Linked DNA regions of Mus musculus: region 2 is linked to region 1. The links are chromatin contacts, called in public promoter capture Hi-C maps. All regions are on one chromosome and are shown on one strand. The core of a region is the stretch at or near the end of the contact, and the rest is flanking DNA. Distances in the headings are between cores, read along the strand shown.

Region 1 (7,301 bases), core at 2,760-5,259:
GATGATACTAGGGTGGTCTCTCTGAGTGACTTAAAGAATGAAGTTGTCAGAGACTACCTTGGTCAGCCCCGCAAGTGAGTCACCATCACTCTGGTTCCTCCATGAATGAGGAGCTTCTGACACACTCAAGAAGAGATGAAGAGTACACATCCATATCTGGAGGCAAAGGACCGTTCCACATGGTACGGAATTTGGATATTCTCCAGCTTTAGACCCAAAAGTGGAGAAAAACCACACATCAAAGAAGAGCCGCAGAGAACGCCCCAAACCCTCCACCACTCAGAGTCAGGAAGATAAGGCAGCAGAAGCAAAAGCCCTGGGAGCAGAGCCACTAAGCAGAGCTACTGATGAGGATGGTGCCGAGCTAGGGCCTTTGGTCACAGGTGATTGATAAATTATTTCTCCTCCAGTGAAATGAGCCAATTCAAGCCAGATTAGATTATATTAAATGCAGATTTATTGGGAAGCTGCTCTTGAGTGAGTTCACTGGCCCCAAGGACTGAGGGCAGGGAAGACACTACGGAGAGGGGAGCAGGAAAGGGGAAAAGAAAGGGCATATTCATGGTCACAGAGAGAAGGAGGAGGAGGAGGGGAAGGAGGGGGAGGAGGAGGAGAAGGGGAAGGACGGGGAGGAGGAGGAGGAGAGAGGGGAGAGGGGGAGGAGGAGGGAGGAGGAGGAGGGAGGGAGGGGGAGGGGGAGGAGGAGGGAGGGAGAGGGGGAGGAGAAAGAAGAGGAGGAGGGGGGAAGGAGGAGAAAAAAGAGGAGGAGGAGGAGAAAGAAGAGGAGGAGGAGGAGGAGGAAGAGGAGGGGGAGGAAGAAGAGGAGGAGGAGGAGAGACCAAAATGTCCAGATTCTATAGGGCGGAGCCTCTGAGATATGAGCAGCCCAGCCTGGGGCTGGAAAGTTCAGGATTGAGGGCAGGGTGTGCCAAGTAGGGACTGAGGGATGCTGGGAGAACCTGGAGGCCAGATCTGTTTTGATGTGTAAATTATGCACCCCAGTCCCTTGTCCTGGGGTCCAAAACCAAACAGTGATGAGAAGTGAAAGAGGAGAGTGAATGTTTCAGATGCTGACAGGTGCAGGAGGTGCTGGTGGGCTTGGGGTAGGGGATGATGCTGGGATTCAAGTGAGCCGACCAAGCTGATCTTGACACCAGCAGGTCTGGGGAGAAAATCTTGTGGGATGGCTGAGCATTGGAGAAAGATGGTTCAGAGATTAAGAGCACTTGCTACTCTTGAACAGGTCCTGAGTTCAGTTCCCAGTACCAAGACCAAGTGACTTACAACTGCCTATAACTCCAGTTCTGGGAAATCTGGTGTCCTTTACTGGCCTCTACAAGTACCAGACACGTATGGTACACATAAACGCATGCCCACCCACATACAGACTTAAATAAAAATATTTTTTCCTTAAAAGCAAATATCTGAGTATAGGTTGTAGACAACAGAAACCATTTGAAAAATATATTAAAGTAATAAAAATCAGATTGAGCAGAAATGGCTTCAAATTCTCAAGTAGCATCAAGTTATGATGGGATCATGATCGTGCCAGCATTCAAAGCCTTCATGGCAGTGGCTAAGATGATAAATACAACGGCCGGTTGTTATTTTGAAACCACTGATGCCCACAGTCCATCCTTGCTTGGTGAGAAAGGACCAGGGATCTGTTTGTTTTAGAGGGATCTTGGGTACATTTCTCCAGCTACTAGTCAGGACATAGTGGGGTAACTGGCAGACTTCTGGTCTAGAGAAGATGGCATTGACTCACCACCTCCTCCTTTCTTTAAGTAAGAATGCCTCAGAAAGAATGCAAGAGGCAGAATAAAACAGGCTGAAGGATGTGTTGAAAAGGCCAGCTGTTTTGGGATTTGAGATTAAGGGACAAGATAGAAGAGGGGCATCTGCATCCCTGTCACACACACCCTTTACCAGGAGAAGAGTCTTCAAAACCTATCTGAGACCCTCACTGTACAAGGCAGTGATGTGAGGTCATGGGCTCACCCATCTCCTGCGTGGAACAGGAGCCCTCCCAACAGCATCATGCTACTGCTTCATCTTTCCCTGACCTTCGAACCAGTTTCTTTAAGCTTCAAGCAGAGACCGAAGACCAGACATTCAACACCAGACTGAGGCTGCTGAGACATCAGCCTGTGAACTAGCAAGCTTGGTCTCTAATGTGAGGCAACCATTATTTAGACTACCCACATAGTATCAGATTCAAACAGTCCTGTTCCTTTAGAGAACCCCAATACATACATACACACACACATGCAAACACATGTATGCACATGCACACAAACAAACACACGTGTGTGCGCGAACACACACACACACACACACACACACACAGCAGCTTCAACGTGTTTATTTTTCCTCAGTACTGAGTCTGGAAGCTCTAGGTCAACCTCTTTACAACAGAGAGTCCTCTGACACCTCTTTCTTTGGCCTGCAGAGGGAGTGTACTGGCTAGTTTTGTGTCAACTTGACGCAGCTGGAGTTATCACAGAGAAAGGAGCTTCAGTTGAGGAAATGCCTCCATGAGATCCAACTGTAAGGCATTTCCTCAATTAGTGGTCAAGGGGGAAGGGCCCCTTGTGGGTGGTGCCATTTCTGGGCTGGTAGTCTTGATTCTATAAGAGAGCAGGCTGAGCAAGCCAGGGGAAGCAAGCCAGTAAGGAACATCCCTCCATGGCCTACTCATCAGCTCCTGCTTTCTGACCTGCTTGAGTTCCAGCCCTGACTTCCTTGGTGATGAACAGCAGTATGGAAGTGTATGCCAAATAAACTCTTTCCTTCCCAACTTGCTTCTTGGGCATGATGTTTGTGCGGGAATAGAAACCCTGACTAAGACAGGGAGTCTTCGCCCCATGTCTTCCTGTGGATGCCCTGTGTAAGTCTGTGTCTCTGGTGGTTAACCTCTATTGGAAACTTGAGGTCCAGACTCGCCTGGGACATGGGCCCTCAGCATGCCTTGGGTGATTATCATGATTAGATTAACTGAAGTGAGGAAACCCACCCACTTCTGGTTTCATAGGTTAGGATCCTAGACTATACAGTGACCTGAGAATAGTCCGTCACTTCTCACTCTGCTTCCTGACTGAAGGTGAAGTATGGCCAACCACTGTACACTCCTGTAGCCATGCCTTCACCATCACAATGGATTGCAACCTCCAACTCTGAGCCAACAGAAACTATTTTTGTTTTTAAGTTGCTTTTATCTGGATATTCTATAACAGCAACAGAAAAGTTATTTAGGCAATTAGAGTTCCAGTCTCCTCCTCTTCTTTATACATTAAACAACTATTGAATTTTGAATTCCCCCCCCCCCTCTCTCTCTGCCCACCACGGTTTGAGTGTGCCACCAAGCAGTAGTAGGGGGTCAAAGGGCAACTTTTGAGAGTTAGTTCATTCTTTCCACAATGTGAGTGGCTGGCCAATGTCTTTACCTGCTGAGCCATGTCCCTGATCATCAACCTTTTCCTTTTTTAAAAAAATTATTTATTCATTCATTTTACATCCCAATATCAGCCCCGCTCTCCTCCCAGTACCCACTGTACCCACTCACACAGACTCTTCCCCCATCCTCCCTTCTCCTCTGAGAAAGGAGAGACCTCTGGGTATCATACCACACCCCTACCACCACTATCCTCCGCCCCCCAGCACCTCACACACACACAGTGCATCAAGTCACTGCAGGACTGGGTGCATCCTCTTCCACTGAGGCCAGACTAGGAGGCCCAGTTATGAAAATGGATCCACACGCAGGCAACAGACTCAGGGAGGGTTCCAGTTGTTGGGGAACCCACATGAAGATCAAGCTGCAGATCTGCTACATATGGGGTAGGGGACCTAGGTCCAGTCTGTGTTCCCTCTGTGCATTAACCTCTTTCTTAATACAAACAAATGAGAAACAAATGCTACAGTTCAGGAGTGGAGGGTGGGTCTTCCTCATCGACTTTGCCTCCCATGATGATACACATGAAAAGTGGAAGTGTTTACTTTCCAGGGCCTTGATAGTGCTGATAACCTGTGGGTGGAAAGTTCCCTCTCTGTGGTCAGTCACTCTGTCTCTCTTCATTCCTGGACTAGGTTAGTAGGACGACTTCTCAGTCCTGTGACATTGAAGCCTGTGACCCTCACCCCAGGGATCCACTTCAAACTGATCAAGTTTTCTTTCTCTGGCCACCCACAGGAACCTAGAGCCTTTCACTGTGTGATGCGGTGGGCATGGCTGCTGCCCCTGCTGTGGGCAGGTGAGTGGGAACAGGGACCGGGCTAGTGGGACAGGACCAAGATAACCCTCATTTCTTTGCAGGGTGCCTGGCTACGGACGGTTATTCGCTCTCAGTGACTGGTTCAGTGACAGTGCAGGAGGGCCTGTGCGTCTTTGTAGCCTGCCAAGTCCAGTACCCCAATTCCAAAGGTCCTGTCTTTGGCTACTGGTTCCGGGAGGGGGCCAATATATTCAGCGGCTCTCCAGTGGCTACAAATGACCCACAGCGATCAGTACTGAAGGAAGCTCAAGGTCGATTCTATCTCATGGGGAAGGAAAATAGTCATAATTGCTCCCTGGACATCAGAGATGCACAGAAAATCGACACAGGGACGTACTTCTTCAGATTGGATGGTTCTGTGAAATACAGTTTTCAGAAGTCAATGCTCTCTGTGCTTGTGATAGGTAAGTGAAGAGGGGATATGTGGAGGTCCTTGTTCTAAAAGCCTTTGGGTGCCCTGGAGACCGCATAATGAGGTTGGTTGGGAGAGAAGCCTGGCTTGAAATAGGGTCATACATAGTGATCCCCAGCACATCTTGTGTCTCTATTTCTCTCTGTCCAGCTCTGACTGAGGTCCCTAACATCCAAGTCACATCTACCCTGGTGTCTGGCAATTCTACCAAACTGCTCTGTTCTGTGCCCTGGGCCTGTGAGCAGGGGACACCCCCCATCTTTTCCTGGATGTCATCTGCCCTCACTTCCCTGGGCCACAGGACCACCCTCTCCTCAGAGCTGAACCTCACACCCAGGCCTCAGGACAATGGCACCAACCTCACCTGCCAGGTGAACTTACCTGGCACTGGTGTTACTGTGGAGAGGACTCAACAGCTCAGTGTCATCTGTGAGTGTCCAGACCTGGGTCTCTGGGGAGGGGAGATTAGGGGTGTGGGATGGAGGGGTTAGAACTGGGTGATGGTTCCTGAATGCTAAGACTGTGGGAGGAGAAAAGACCAATGGGGTGGAATACCTGCAGCCATCTTTCCTCTGAAAGCAAACAACCATATGTGTCTATGCAGATGCTCCACAGAAGATGACCATCAGGGTGTCCTGGGGAGATGACACAGGTAGAGTCAAATTTCTCCTCCCTGGGATGGGTACAGGGACTGCCTCTGCAGGAGATGAGCAGGTATTCTGGACCTCAGGCAGGAGGAAGCTCAGGATTCCCCCACCCCTTACTCATATACTGCAGTCTCCCCATTATATCAGTTATCAGGGTTCCAATATATGGATTGTAGTGAAATATAATTCTGCCGATATAAAAATTTAATAATAATAGTTCTTGATATCTAATGACTCCTGTCTTGGTTGACCATACACAGATATCCTTGCATGCACATTTAAACACCCATATACATGCACACACATACACATACACACACACACACACACACACACACACACACACACACACACATACACACACACACATCTTCTTCACACACCACTTTGCAATTTTATCATTTTTAGTTCATTCTTTAATTTTTACTTATTTATACAGGATGGAATTATACCACTGAGCTAAACCCTAGACACTTTTTAAAAAGAGGTTCCTAAAGAAATTAACTCCCCTCAAAAGCCAGGCCCCAAACTGAACTCAAAGTTACAGGAAGCCAGCTCTCTGGAGATTACGGAAGCAAAGCAACTGATCTCAACCCCAGACACCCAGTGGGTGCAAAAAGAGACAAGGACCTCCCCAGTTTCAAAACAGCTTGGCTAAGGAAAGCAGCTAACTTCCTTATTCGGCTCCTCTTTCCTGTCCTTAGCCACAAAACCCCCAGCTTGAAGTATATAACCTGCACCCTACTGAACTCTGGTCATTGTGTTTCTGAGTCCGTTCCCTGATCACTGAGTCCCGTTCCCTGATCACTGTGTAGCCCAAAGAAACCCTCTGGGATTAAATAAAGCCTGCCCTAGGTGTTTGAGGTTGTCTAGAGTCTCAGCTCTTGTGCCTTCCTATAAACCTAATTCTTACTTATGCTTGTAGTTCCTCCACAATCAAACTCACACCGCCACAATACATGTGTCGGTCAATGGCAAGGGACTGAATTAATTTTTCCCTCCTTAAACTTAGTTTTCTTGGAGATTTCCTCCTTCACACATATGACTGACACCATGGTTTTCTAGTGCTATGGTAATGCATTTACCCACTCATCTCTTGACAGAACACTGGCAGTCCTTGCCTTTTATTCAATAAATGACTTACATGAAAACTTTCTACATTTGTGAACATGTCTACAAATTTTTTTTTTCCTAAGGAAGGAAATCCCAGAACAGAGGATCATTTGTATTTCCCATACATAACTGCCAAACTGCACAGCATGGACTTTGTCTTATTCACATTTCCGGGAACAATATCTTTTCTTAACAAATAGACCCACCCTCCTGATGTCATGTGTGAAGTCGCTGTATTTTTCATTCACATTATCATCCGCTCAAGAAACTGAGTCTCTCTTATGGTGTTTATGCTGTTTATAGTCTGTGAATGTGGCTCAGTTCATAGAGTATTATCCTAGCATGCAAGAAATCCAGGGCTGAATCGCCAGCATTGTATAAACCAAGCACGGCAATCACACGCCTGAAATCCCAACACTGAGAGATTTTGAGAGAGAACTTGAGAGGTTTAGAAGTCACCTTCAAAGTCACCCTCACCTACATAGTGAGTCTGAAGCTGCCTGAAATATTCAAGACCCTCTCTCACAAAAAAAAAAGAAAGAAAAGATATTAACAATAAATTGTATTTATTGGTCTGTGACAATTTCCAAAGTCATCTAAAGAGAGATTTCTGTTAAGGAGGCAGCTGTTTGCCAGGTGGAGGGACGTTTCAGGATCCTTTGCCTATCGTTGGGTGATGTTGCCTCACTGTGGACAGAACACTGTAGCATTGCCTCTGGTCAGCTTCACTGTTCTTCATGTCCCTATCAGCACTCCTCCTCCTCCTCCTCCTCCTCCTCCTCCTCCTCCTCCTGGAATCTCCCTGGGCTTTTAGGATAGCTCCACCATGAAACCCATCACTGTGCCGGTACCTGC
Region 2 (7,301 bases), core at 2,944-5,443, 57 kb after region 1:
AGGACGGAGGAGAGAATAATCAAATTTATCATATGCATTTGTGAAATTATCAAAGAATAAGTTTAATGAATAAAAATTGGTAATTCTATATATCTTAGTTTCTATATGTTGCTGTGAAAAAAGCACTGACCAAAACAGCTTGGGGGAGAAAAGGGCTTGTTTTGCTTGCACTCATGTCACAGTCCATCCCTTAGGGAAGCCAAGGCAGGAACATGGAGGGAACTGATGCTGAGACTACATAGGAATGCTGCTTGCTGGCCTCTTCCCTCTGGCTTGTTCAGCTTGCTTTCTTATATAGCCCAGGACCACCAACTCAGAAATAGTACTGCCCACCATGGCCTGGGCCCTCCTACATTAATCAGCACTTAAGAAAATGCTGCATAGACATGGCCACAGGTCAATTCAATGGAGAGAATTCCTCAGATTTTCCCAGGTGTGTCAAGTAACAACTGAAGCTAACAATGGCACTGTGGATGGGGGTGTGCATGCCTATAACCCCAGCACTCAGGAGGCTGAAGCAGAAGAATCCTGAGTTTAAGACCAATCTGAGCTAAATAGTAAGTTCCCAGCTGGTGAAGGCTACATACATAGCAACACCAGATAGATAGATAGATAGATAGATAGATAGATAGATAGATAGATAGATAGATAGATGGATAGATGGATAGATGGATGGATGGGTGGATGGATGATAATAGCAGGCAAATAGTAGAAAATAGATTTAGTGCTGGCAACCAGTCTCTGTATATCCTCTCATGTACTTTAAGTCATTTCTGAATTATATATGATCCTTGATACAGTGCAAGCTCTGTACATGCTTTAGTATTTGAGGAGTATTGGTCAGGACAAAATCTGCATACTCAGGATAGACACATTATTTATACTGTTAGTCCATAATTGGTTATATCTCTGGAGGAAAAACCCAGAGACCACTGTGTTTTCCTACTACACTTTCACAGGCTAGTCTAGCAGACATGAGAATGAAAAATATTGCAAAGATCAAGCCAGCAAAAATTCCAGCCCAACAAGGACTGAGGAAGATCCTATGGCTCTAACCCTAGTAGAGGAGCTCTTGGAAGCTGATGGCTACAAAGGGAGAGTCACTAACTTTTGGAAATGCAACAACCACCCAGTAAGTTGTCTCTGCTTCAAGAAATGGCCACATGTACACATGGGCAGCACAAACTGAATTCAATGTCTGTGTTTTAAAATAACCACATGAATTTGAGAAATGTTGCATGACACTATTCATATGACATCCCACACACAAACACACACACATTCTTACCTCTTACAGGGAACCAATGAGAGAATCTAGATACCCAGGAGGAAAAAAATGACTTGAAGACAGCTTCATCACCAAAGCCCAGCCTAGCGTGAGTGACAACTCACCAAAGTGAAACCTAGAGTGAGCTTCAACAACTCAACAGGTTGAGCAGCTCAACAGGTTGGAAAGTGTCTGTTCCAAGCAGTTCACCTGGCTTCTGCTTCTTCTGGGTGGCTCAGCTAATCTGAGCCTTTTCCAGGCTGCACAGTTTATCTGAGAGCATCTCTCATAAGTCCTTACTGCTTATATATGCTTGGAGAAGAAGAGATCTAATGAATCTACTCAGTTTCAGAGACTTCCTGAAGCCTTTGAGAAGTTTATTTCCTGAACGTGCTTCTTTACAGAATGGAAAATTGCCTCTCTCTTTAGAACACCCTATGCTCTAATGAGCTCCTCCAGGAGGTGGAGGAGTTTATCTGCTATGTAATGTGGGAGAAGGATGGGGAACACTAGAGGATATTTGGAGGTAAATAGTAGTGGATAGATACGATCAGTGTACATTGTATAAATATATGATTTTTCCAAATAATCAAAAATTATTATTTTTCAAATAGTTAAAAGATTATTTTTACAGGGATACAGGCAGGAAATCTGATGGTCACTTCCTCCATGACATCTCTTTGTGACTTCCTTCTACCCAGAATGACCACTCCTTCCATAAGGTCTGTCCATGAATGCTTACCCTTGCGCCCCCAGATTATAAGGTTTTGAATTTTACAAGTTCTTCATTTATCAAGCCAGAGAGCCCTGAGGTCATACACCTTGTGGAATTCACCGTTGTACTTCTTTCCCATGAAGCATTGTGCCTGGTCCATGGATGCATAGAGGCAGATAATGAGCACAAGTTTTGGCATGACTCAAAGAGTCATTTTGGGACTGACAAGTAAGGGAAGCTAGAGAGATGGCTCAGAGGTTAAAAGCTCATAGTGTTCTAGAATTTAGTTCCCAGGCACCTCGCAACTGCCTGTAACTACAGCTCCAGAGGATCCAACACATCTGGCTTCCAAGGGCAGCTACACTTATATGCACGAACACACACACACACACACACACACACACACACACACACACGACAAGTAAAAGTAAAAAAAGAGCAGTTAAGAGGGCAGCATCTTGGAGAAGATGTTGCTGTAAGCAGATCCTGAAGGCGGAAGCATTTTGACTCACAGGTCAGAGAGTACAGTCCACTACGATAAGAAAAGCATGGTATGGAGACCAACTGGCTTCTTTCTATGTTGAGAGCATGAGGCAGCTGGCCATAACTCAAGGGGTGGGAAGGAGTCAGGGCAGAGTGTTAGCCCTCAGAGGTCTCCCCACACACATACAGTGACCCACCTCTGTTAACTTTCACTCCCAAACCAAAGGTTCTATGAGCTTGTGGTGGCGCACGCCTTTAATCCCAGCACTTGGGAGGCAGAGACAGGCGGATTTCTGAGTTCGAGGCCAGCCTGGTCTACAAAGTGAGCTCCAGGACAGCTAGGGCTATACAGAGAAACCCTGTCTCAAAAAAACCAAAAAAAAAAAAAAAAAAAGAAGCACCACAGTGAGTCAAGCTTCAAACACAGGAGCCTGTGGGAAACTTGAAGACAGACACACAGACACACCCACAGACAGACAGACACACACACACACACACACACATACACATACAGACACACACATACACATACAGACACACACAGACACATACAGACACACACAGACACACACACAGACACACATACAGACACACATACAGACACGTACACACAGACACACACACATACACATACAGACACAGACACGTACACACAGACACACACACACAGACACACACACAGACACACAGACACACAGACACACAGACACATACACACAGACACACACAGACAGACACACAGACACATACACACAGACACACAGACACATACACACAGACACACACAGACAGACACACAGACACATACACACAGACACACAGACACATACACACAGACACATACACACAGACACACAGACACACAGACACATACACACAGACACATACACACAGACACATACACACAGACACATACACACAGACACAGACAGACAGACACACACACACACATACACACAGACACATACACACAGACACACACAGACAGACAGACACACAGACACATACACACAGACAGACACACAGACACATACACACAGACACACACAGACAGACAGACACACACACAGACACACAGACACATACACACAGACACACACAGACAGACAGACACACACACATACACACCTTGCACCCTTTAGGTTGCTTGGTTCCTAGTAACATCGTCAGCCCCAGATATGGGAAACCTCATCAACGCATAAATTACAAGTGGGAAATTCAGTTCTCTGACTGAAGAGGAAGGACAAGCGGGGAACTGTGTTGAATTGTATTGAAGCCTGTGGGTACTTTTAGAGTTCAAAGTGTCAGTAGCTCACAAGGGAGGATGAAGGGGTAGAAGACCAGTCTATATTTTTCTGATTTAGCATGAAGCAAAGAAAAAAAAAAAGCATAGTGAGAAATATCCAGTTACATTTGAACATCATACAAACCAAGCTTTTTCATCTTTTCCTCCTCCTTTTCTTTCCCCCCTCTTCTTCCTCCTCTTCTAAGTGTAAATAGTACTCACAAAGTATTTGAGACATTTCATACCAAGAAATATAGTGACTACCTATTTGTTTTTAAATTTGAACATCAGCCAGGAGGTCTCGCTCTCCTGCACTCACCAGGACTCACTTCAAGAAGCACCACCCAAAACTCTTACTTCTGCTTTCTTACTGACCTAGCATCTAAAGAAAAGCCCCAACCTATATTCACCCACAGCAAGGTCCCCAGGCCAGGCATAGCTCTGTTCCCTCCCTCCCAGCCACTAGAGAGGGCTGGGAAGGATCAGTTGCAAATGTCCAAGGGCCAAATGCTCCATAAAACATGGAGTAGGCAGGTGGGTATGGGGGAGAAGGGAGTGGAGGGAAAGGGAGATGCAATGGGCTCGAAACTTGCAGTTTGTCTTGCACCGGTACCCAGGGCTCAGCTTCCGCCTACATTTCCCCTCCTCTCTCACTCCAATCAAACACAGACCAGCTGAGAAGGAGGCCAACTTGTGCAAGTCCAAGATCCCCCTAAGGCCACGATGTCACTGCTGCTGTTCCTGCTGTCCTTCCTGTTGGATGGTGAGTGGGTCCAAGGCCAGAGTGGCTCAAATTGGGGCTGGGGCTGGGGCTGGGGCTGGGGCTGGGGCTGGGGCTGGGGCTGGGGCTGGGGCTGGGGCTGGGGCTAAAGCTTATGCCTCTGTCTCCGACAGGGCCTCAAGGTCAGATGGAGAGCTACTTCCTACAGGTGCAGAGAATTGTGAAGGCACAGGAGGGTCTGTGCATCTTCGTGCCCTGCTCCTTCTCCTCCCCTGAGGGAAAATGGCTTAACCGTTCCCCACTTTATGGCTACTGGTTCAAAGGCATCAGAAAACCATCACTTTCATTTCCAGTGGCCACAAATAACAAAGATAAAGTGTTAGAATGGGAAGCCCGAGGGCGCTTCCAGCTCTTGGGGGATATCTCTAAAAAGAACTGTTCCTTGCTAATCAAAGATGTTCAGTGGGGAGACTCAACAAACTATTTCTTCCGGATGGAGAGAGGATTTGAGAGATTCAGTTTCAAGGAGGAGTTCAGGCTACAAGTGGAAGGTAAGAGTTGTAGACATAGCAGGGAACCTTGGTCTCTCACTGGGGGAGGGACAGTGGAAGATAAACTGTGATGCAAAGAAGACTACTTCTGGGAGGAGCCGCTGGAGTCACAGGATTGGTATCCTCTCCCTTAGCCCTGACTCAGAAGCCAGATATCTTCATTCCTGAGGTCCTGGAGCCTGGGGAGCCAGTGACCGTTGTCTGCTTGTTTTCCTGGACCTTCAACCAATGCCCAGCTCCTTCTTTCTCCTGGATGGGGGATGCTGTCTCCTTCCAAGAAAGCAGACCGCACACATCCAATTACTCAGTTCTGAGCTTTATCCCAGGACTTCAACACCATGATACTGAGCTCACATGTCAGCTGGACTTCTCTAGAATGAGCACACAAAGGACTGTCCGACTAAGAGTGGCCTGTGAGTATGGTATGGTGCTTTGGGCTGTCCTGGTGGTAGGAGGTAGAGAATTCCCCAACTCCATGCTCAGGAGGGTTCACGGAGGTGTGGTGGGGATGTCATTTAGTTGGTAGAGTGCTTGCCCAGCATGCACGAGGCCCTGGGTTCCATCCTCAGCAGCACATATACGGGAGGTGGTGGTTGCACATCTATACTCCAACCCTTAGGAGGGAGAGAAGCAAGACGATCAGGAGTTCGAGGTTATCCTTGGCTATGTAACATATATACATGATAGAATCCATGATCTTGTATAAATGGAGCAAAGGTTGCTGGGGAGATGAGTAGGCTGATAAAGAGTTTGACACACAGCCAGGCGCGGTGGTGCACACCTTTAGTCCCAGCACTTGGGAGGAAGAGGCAGGCGAATTTCTGAGTTTGAGGCCATCCTGGTCTACAGAGTGAGTGCCAGGTCAGCCAGGGCTACACAGAGAAACCCTGTCTCAAAAAAAAAAAAAAAAAAAAAAAAAAAAAGAGTTTGACACACGAGTGTGGAGAATGGGATTTGAACCCTCAGAGCATGCATAAAAGCGAGTCAGGCATGGTAGCCCCACTGGTAACCTCATCACTTTGGGAGACAGAGACAAGTGATCCCCAAGGCAAGTGAGCTAGCTAGACTGGCTACCCAATTAGCAAGCTCTGAGTTCAATGAAAGACCCTGCCTCCTTAAACAATGTAGACAGTGATTCAGGAAGGTACCTGGCTCCCCCACACACTTATGTGCACATGTGTGCATCCATACACACATGGCATGTCCACCACATACATTCAAAATCAAGCGGAGGAGGGCACACCATCCCGGGTGTGCCTGTACCCTGAGAGGCGATGGTTGCTTCATTTCTGGTTGGTCTCGTGCCTTCTCTGGGATAGTGGTGCTTTTCTTTCCCTGAGGGACTTCTCATGAGGAACAAAGCATTCCCCTCTGAAGTTGGCTCACAAATCTTCTCCCAGATGCCCCCAGATCTCTTGCTATCAGCATTTTCCATGACAATGTATCAGGTACGTTGGTCTCCTGGGGTCTTATAGGGCCGGTCCATTCCTTTTTGGGAAATGAAAAGTCTGGGGAGGGGGGAAGGGGCAGGTTGGAACTCTTTTTACTGCTTCTCCCTACCCTCCATCTTGCTCCCTCTCCCTTTCCTTATGTCTGTCTCTCTGCCCCTCTTTATCTATCTTTATGCCTCTGTCTGTCTGTCTCTGTGTGTATGTATTTGTCTGTCTGTCTGTCTCCGTCTTTGTGTCTATCTCTATGTCTATAACCATCTCTCTCTCTCTCTACCTTCATCCTTCCTCTGTTTCTCTGTCTCATTTTTGTCTGTTTCTCTCTTCATTCTTTTCTCTCTATCACTGTCCATCTCATCCTCTCTCTGCGGTGTGTGTCTCTCTAGTCCCAGACTTGCATGAGAATCCTTCACATCTGGAAGTTCAGCAAGGCCAGTCTCTTCGCCTCCTCTGTACTGCTGACAGCCAGCCCCCTGCTACACTGAGCTGGGTCCTAGAGGACCAAGTCCTTTCTTGGTCTAGCCCTGTGGGGTCGAGAACCCTGGCACTAGAGCTGCCCTGGGTGAAAGCTGGGGACTCTGGACACTACACTTGCCAAGCAGAGAATAGGCTGGGCTCCCAGCAACATACCCTGGACCTCTCTGTGCTGTGTGAGTATGATCTACCAAAGGTTCCTGGTCCCAAGAAGGACAAAGGAGTAACATCAGGCTATAAACAGTCAGATTACTGTGCAGCTTGTGTTGGGGACCCAATGAGTGATGCACCCACCCACCCACAGCTTCCATCCCTGGGAGGGATGTTCTGCCCAGGGAGAAGGCCCTGGCCTGTCTG

Evidence for each region. Promoter capture Hi-C pulls out the DNA fragments that hold promoters and counts their contacts.
Region 2: a contact with region 1 is called in a promoter capture Hi-C map of macrophages, with 9 read pairs. The contact joins the promoter of Siglecg here to the promoter of Siglecf in region 1. A contact is called at or near these places in 7 of 39 promoter capture datasets (the C10 cell line, the HPC-7 cell line, HPC-7-derived erythroid cells and 5 more), 3 of 15 datasets of contacts at CTCF or cohesin (CD8 T cells, the NIH/3T3 cell line and pro-B cells), 12 of 484 Hi-C or Micro-C datasets (the C10 cell line, ECoMG-derived neutrophils, the HPC-5 cell line and 9 more), 6 of 115 datasets of contacts at active chromatin or transcription factors (CD8 T cells, the HPC-7 cell line, effector CD8 T cells and 3 more) and 4 of 9 other capture datasets (adipose tissue, bone marrow-derived macrophages, liver and 1 more).

Annotation. Positions count from the first base shown.
Region 1 is chr7:43,347,332-43,354,632 of GRCm38.p6, forward strand. It overlaps Siglecf (sialic acid binding Ig-like lectin F), which reads left to right and starts at 4,010. Exons shown (of 10, transcript NM_145581.2): 1 at 4,010-4,089; 2 at 4,193-4,253; 3 at 4,316-4,678; 4 at 4,837-5,115; 5 at 5,291-5,338. The coding sequence starts at 4,217.
Region 2 is chr7:43,404,087-43,411,387 of GRCm38.p6, forward strand. Siglecg (sialic acid binding Ig-like lectin G) reads left to right here and starts at 4,194. Exons shown (of 12, transcript NM_172900.3): 1 at 4,194-4,284; 2 at 4,420-4,513; 3 at 4,645-5,022; 4 at 5,157-5,435; 5 at 6,423-6,470; 6 at 6,857-7,120. The coding sequence starts at 4,474.